Linked DNA regions of Zea mays: region 1 is linked to region 2. A link is a contact called in public Hi-C data. All regions are on one chromosome and are shown on one strand. Each heading gives the region's core, a stretch centred on a gene start, on an enhancer-like site or on the middle of the called end of the contact. The rest is flanking DNA. Distances are from core to core; before and after follow the strand shown.

Region 1 (3,249 bases), core at 289-2,788, 210 kb after region 2:
ATTCGAACCTATTGCAACACCGCAGAAAATAAAAGGGCCTTAAAGGAGATCAATTATGAATGAAAAAAGGGTAAACCAGTGTCGAGGCTCCCACATGAGTGGGGTTTGGGAAGGAATAACCCGAGGCAAGTCTCCCCCACACATGCGGAGAAGCTGCTTCGAAGCCACGGCCTGACTTAGTGAGACGGCTCTCACCACTGCACTAGGCCTACCCTTTAGATCACATATGAATGATGAAAGGAAAATATGAAACACTGGTCACACCTCAGTGTAACATAACGAGTTACAAACAAATATGCGTTAACATGACAAGAAATCACAACCAACTAAATCTTTAAATTTTTTATTATAACCCAACAATGAAATTACCAATATTCTGATTAAGAATCATATCAATGCAAAACCTTATGTTTGACGAACACTCAATAAGCTATTTAATTATAATGCAACATGCTAGCTAATATGGACTAAAAACAACAAAGTGAAACCTATGAGATTAAAATTTGGGAGGATGAGTAGTGACCGCACAATATTTCCCGGTTGAAAATCTAGTCACTAATTGCATCGGATATACTCACTAATTACAAGGTTATGTACGAGCAGAGAATTGTTAGAACTAAACAAAATATGCCTGGATGGAGTACCCCCCCCCCCCCCCCCCTCCCACACACACACCCAATAGGTAGCCAGTACACCCAAAATAATACCTTAACCGAACAAGCTGGACCCAAGAATGCAAACAAATGCTCATAAACTACTAGCAGTGGTGAACTCAAGAGAGTTCTAGAGCTTAGGCAAATCTACTATGATGAATGTTTGCTATAAAAAAATCTGTTTCAATATTGCGTGTTTGCTGAGGAGCCCAGCCAGCTGGGGTCACCTGGCACCAAGTCCACCCCTGCCTACTTGCAATCCTTAACCTCCAAATACTTTCAACTCGGGATATCACTGAAGCACAATTAGCACGCAAATATTAACCTATTATAGTACTGAGAAAGAGGACAAGGCAAGCCAGCAGGAAAAAATATCAATGGAGAAGATAAAAGAGAAAGGGAAAAATACAGCGCTGAGCTCGGAGCCTCGGACTAAACTAGAAGCAAGTAAAGGAAAAACAAACAACACATAATACCTTCTGGTCGCCGCCGCCAGTGGCGAAGCGGAGGCCGCCGGGCTGGATGTCGATGGAGAAGATCTGTAGGCCCTCGTGACGAATCCAGTTTGGCTTCTCCGCAATCATCTCTTCAAGACTTAGATTTCAACGTGATCATCTCTTGACATCCTAGCTAATTATTAAATTACACTGCCCGTCGATCACACTCCCAAACCCACGAGGCCATATGCCCCAAACCCTAGAATTTGGTAGTGAAACTCATATCTGGGTTGCGACTGATGATGGCAATCGAGAGACAAATCGAATAGGATGAGATGTACAGAAGCTTGGAGGAGTAGGGATCCGGAGGTTACTGGGAGGCGGCGGGCGGATTCGATCGGTGGGCAGCGGCGGCGCGAAGAACACGGCGATGGGGACGAACGTGTTCGTCTTGTTCGTGTGAGAATGGGGAAAAACAAAAAAGAACGAAAAACGAAAACGAATTCGAATGAAAATTGAACTGAATTGGAAAGTGTGCACTTGTGAAGGAAAGGCAGAGATGTGTCGACAATTTAATTTACTTTTTTGTCCTTTTTTCTCTCTTATAAATCGTATACCTTTACAATGAAGCTGCATGCTTTACGATTAGTACTTTTGAGAAGGAACATTGGATGGCAGTAACAAACAACAATACATGTATACATTGTAACAGAGCACGTGTACTGTTTGTTGGTTTCTGTATTTTTTTATACCCATACCACAGCAACTGGCACCGTCAGATAGATTGTTCACACGAAAGAAATTGAAAGGTAGCTGACACAGAAATTCGGTGCTAGCAAAAGCAATATCAAAAGATTATCAGGCATATACTGTATATACGTGTTAAAAATAAATACGGCGCAATGCATGGATACGGAAAGGAAAACAAACGATAAGACAAAATAAAATCTCTTACGCCCCGTTTGAATCATTGGAATTGAATTTCATTCAAATAATAGTAATTTAGGCATATATCAATTAAGCTCATTCGATTTTATGTAAAATATATTTGTATACTATTATTAACAAGATGTCGGAGATATTTATGTGCTACATTTTTACTATAGAGGAGTGAGACGAAGAGTGTCATGTAAGTTACAGGGTAGAAACAAATTCTACTAATGCATAAAATCATTTCTAACCCTCCACCACATGAATTTGAGATAGGCTTATATCTGAACTTTGGAAAGTGGTGGAATGTCAAAATTCAAACTAAATAAGTTATTTTATTGAGTGAATTCCAATTCCTCTAAAATGAAGGTATCCAAACGCACCGTTAGATTGAATTAGGCAGCTAGCAACTGCAGCTAATTTCTTCATTGATGGTGGCAGCCAAAACAGAAATGCAATCTGAAAGCGGAGAAGGTTGTACTGGACCTTGTTCCATGTTGGGCCTCTTTCAATTTCAACATCTGATCGTGATGCTATGCTGGAGCGGTCCAAGCACGCAGTCCAACCCAATAATGATTCGATACATAGGAAGCTTCAAAGGCTAAGTCATAATATTATATTTGGTTCGTTGCCTAACTTAACATATTTTACCTAACTTTTTGTCTAAGGTTAGTTTTTAAATTCGGACGACTAACTTTAGACAAAGTATGTTACAATTAGCCGCGAATCAAACAGACCATAAACGCTTCAAAGTTAAAGAGAAATGATTCGATACACACGAAGCTTCAAAAGCTAAGCGCTCCAAAGTCAATGAGAGCATGTGAACGACCGTGTAACACCCTAAAAATCCTAATTTTGGGACCTAGTAAAATTCTTTAGAAATTTATACTTTAAAGTGTCTTTTAATAAAATTATGAAATGAAACTTGTTTACTAAAGTTAAATAAATAGTAAATATTCAGTTTTGAATATGCACTTAAACTATTTTCTTAAATAATATATATGGTGGAATTCCTGATCATTTAATTCCCTATTTATGCATATTATTTGTTTAAGAAGAGTAGTGATTATGAATAATTTTTTAATAATAATAACATAATAATGATAACAAAAATATACTTTGCATCATGCTGGATTTATGCTTTTGCATTTAATATGAACTTTGGACTTCAAACCGAGATTTAGATTTGAAGTGAAAACCTGAAAATCTTGAAATAGAAATAAGAAATA
Region 2 (3,194 bases), core at 595-3,094:
GACTACATCCATTAACCAAATTGACATAATGACACTAAAACATCTATTTTTATTCCTAGCTTTTTATTAACTATTTAAACTGTGTATCTTAATTACTTGATTTACCTATTCATCTAAATCGATCATCACAATATACGCATGCTAAATTAATAATATTTATTGAGACCAATAATTATATTTAATCTATTTATAGACTTAGTTGACTGGAATACGAATCAACTTACCCTTATGATATCCGACTTGAAACCACGAAATCGACGACGCCTTTCGGCTCAGCATTTCACCGGAAATAGGGTGAGTGCTGCGTCGAATCACGCTTCTTCTTTGTCCGCATCTAGAATTTTTCGGTCGCGTACTGATTTATTTTCATCTGCGCCTAATCTTCTCAGAGCTTGGCGTAGACGAGGATGACGATCAACGGCTTGTTCGAGCTTTTGTCGAGCACTTGGTGAACACCACGCTGCTAGCTTCGTCTTCACCCGATTCTTGGGATTTCTTGATGACGCGCGGAACGACGACGACCTTCGATTGAAGTCTTCGACCGAGCACTTGATAAGCGATGCACAGGGACCTCGCTTATTTCTGCATAACGTCCGGGATTCAGGGTTCGACGAGATCAAGTAGGGAAGAACACGGTTCGACGACACCGACGAGGTCAACGACGAGCCGATCAAACCAAAACTCCACGACGCCGACCGACACACGGGTTAGAGAATGGTGGCTGACGAGATCCGAGCTGGGAAAAAGAACACATGACTGGGCGTTAACGGTCGGATCCGAGCGTGAGGGAGAAGCTTGACCGGCGAGCTGGAGCGAGCTGGGCACACAACGACTTGAGGAAGCTGCGCGCGCACGGACTCAGGGAGATGGACGGATCGACACAGTGGAGCAGGGCACGCAGCGACACGAGAAGCAAAGCGAGGTCACAGTCGGGCGGGCTCGGACACAAACACACGCAGCGTTTCACCGTGTCCAGCACGCGCGTTACGGACTCGATGTCGACTGCAAGCAGTTTCGCGCGCACGACAACACAACGGAGGAGAACTGAACAGGGAGCTTCGCGGCAGCACGCGCAGGAACAACGGACCACACGCGACGCAGCCATGGAGGAACAGGGAGCAGGGACGCTGGTGCTGGAGACGCGGCATCGAGTGGCGGAGTTTGTGAACAATCCAGGGAGGCCGACATGGTTGAAGACAGGAGGCGAGCTGGGCGAGCTCGACCACCAGAGAGCAAGACGTGACGGCGGATCCGCGCGTGCGGAAAGCTGAAGACCAAATCGAGCTAGGGCCGAGCACCGGTCATGGGAAGCGGACGGTCGGGCACAGGAAGCTGGGAGACCGCTGCACTGGAACTGGGCGCCGTAGGAATAGCAGGAGAGGAGCGCGCGGCATGGGCGCGAGCTCGGAACTTGACGCAGCAGCCATGGAGATGGGCGCTGATCGAGCAGGGGAAACGGGGGGGTGGGGGGCGACGACTGGAGAAATGAAGCTCCACGGCGAGCAGAGGCGCGGCCGAACAGGAAGCTCCGGCGAGCTGCAGATGGCCGGAGGCGCGAGCACGGAGAGCTTGGGCGCGAGCTGCAATGGCGAGCAGGGTGCCGGACGAGCACAGCAGGAAGCTCGGACCAGGGGCGCGCGAGCTCAGAGAGCAGCTGCTAGGCGCGCGCCCAGGGGGCTGGGGAGGGAGACCCGCGAGCCGGAAGCCGAGCAGAGGGAGGAAGATGAGAGGGGCGCGCGGCGAGCAGGGATTCACGAGCTGGAAGAAGAAGCTGGGCGCAGTGCAGAAGACTGCGCGCGTGATAAAACGGAACAGGGGGCGGCGGGATTTTTCGCTTGAGTGGCGTAGGGGATGAGCTCGAAGGGAAAATCCCCAGCCACGGCAGCAAGGGATAGGAACGGGTTGGGAATTTCTTTAGAATTTTCTGTGTTTTTTTTAAATAAAGAAATTTGCAGATATTTGTTTGAATCACGATTTTTAACGATGCATATTGGGTCTGCACGCTACACGAATTCACATTTCATTCTCTGAATTCAGCGAGCCAACTTATTTACCAATTACTTATATTCGAAAAATTGGATCCGGGCGAGAAACGATAGCCCGAAAAGGACTGATTTCGTCTTCGATAATCTACATCTGATTCAGTTGATTTTAGACAAATTCCGTCCGCTATTCGAACACTTGGTTAGAGAACAATTTAATTAAAAATCTGTAGACGCGATGTCGTGTTTGATAGAAGGGGATTAAATTATTTTACTCTGAAGACGTAGTCGTCGAGTTCAAATTCATTTGTTCGGGATAAAAAGCGTAAAAGGAGGTCGCGCTTCCGAATTCGGATTCGCGCGGCGATGAATTTTAAATAATCATCGGACGCACCAATTTTCGGAACGACTATGTTCCGAACAACACGAAAATTTTGGAAGAGCCCAGACAGATAAAAATAAAAACGACGTCGCACTCGCGACAGACAAAACAGATGCGATATTAAAATCGCGATAGGCGAAAATAATTAGACCTTAGTGTCCGTCTTATTCACTTATATCACGTGCTTAAATCCGTACTCGTTGTCGAGCGGAATATAAACACCTGGGGTGTTACAGCGAAGTCTCTGCTTCTGTGTTTTAGCCTTTTGTCTTCGCTGTGATCAAATGGGTGGTAGTGGCCCTGAAGATATAGGGTGATTGGAGCCCGCCAGTCTTCAGCCATTATCAGATTGACTATCTGATGTCGGTCGGCGTCCTGTGTTATTTGCAGACCTTAGGGTTTCTTACGGCTGGTGTGCCGACTATGTGATAAAGTACATCGGAAGGCAAGGGTTCGCCCTTCGCTACTGATTTGGCTAATGTGTCAGCCTCTTTGTTCTTGTTTCTCTTGATGTGTTGTAGAGTGAAACCTTTGAATTGTTTCTTGAAGCTTCAAATGGCGTTAAGATACTGCATTAGCACATGCTCTTTGGAAGAGTACTCTTTTTCGATCTAGTCGGCGACGACCTTGGAATCAGTTTTGATGATGCAGGTGGTCACGCCAAGGGCTCTCAGTTTGCGGAGTCCTAGAATGACTGCTTCATACTCGGCGATGTTGTTTGTGCATTTATCTGACTCAAGTGCGAAGCTGAGACGTGCGGTGTATCTGTATTTGAGTCCGACAGGTGATGTAATAGTTGCTGCAGCACCGACGCTTGCGTGACACCATGC

Evidence for each region. A called contact is a pair of places that touch in the nucleus more often than the background predicts.
Region 1: a Hi-C map of leaf shows a contact between it and region 2, with 5 times the contacts expected there. The contact joins the promoter of LOC100384176 here to the enhancer-like site in region 2. A contact is called at or near these places in 2 of 25 Hi-C or Micro-C datasets (both in leaf).

Annotation. Positions count from the first base shown.
Region 1 is chr7:63,333,933-63,337,181 of Zm-B73-REFERENCE-NAM-5.0, forward strand. It overlaps LOC100384176 (homolog of histone chaperone HIRA), which reads right to left and starts at 1,539. Exons shown (of 10, transcript NM_001362248.1): 1 at 1,130-1,539; 2 at 1-8. The coding sequence starts at 1,237.
Region 2 is chr7:63,128,542-63,131,735 of Zm-B73-REFERENCE-NAM-5.0, forward strand. No RefSeq gene overlaps it. Among protein-coding and RNA genes, the nearest start is that of LOC100277016, 83 kb to the right of the region's middle. Within about 2 kb of position 1,845, at least 4 of the 20 cell types and tissues checked have an H3K27ac peak or open chromatin away from gene starts, as enhancers often do. A contact at or near this core is called in leaf, where this site is marked.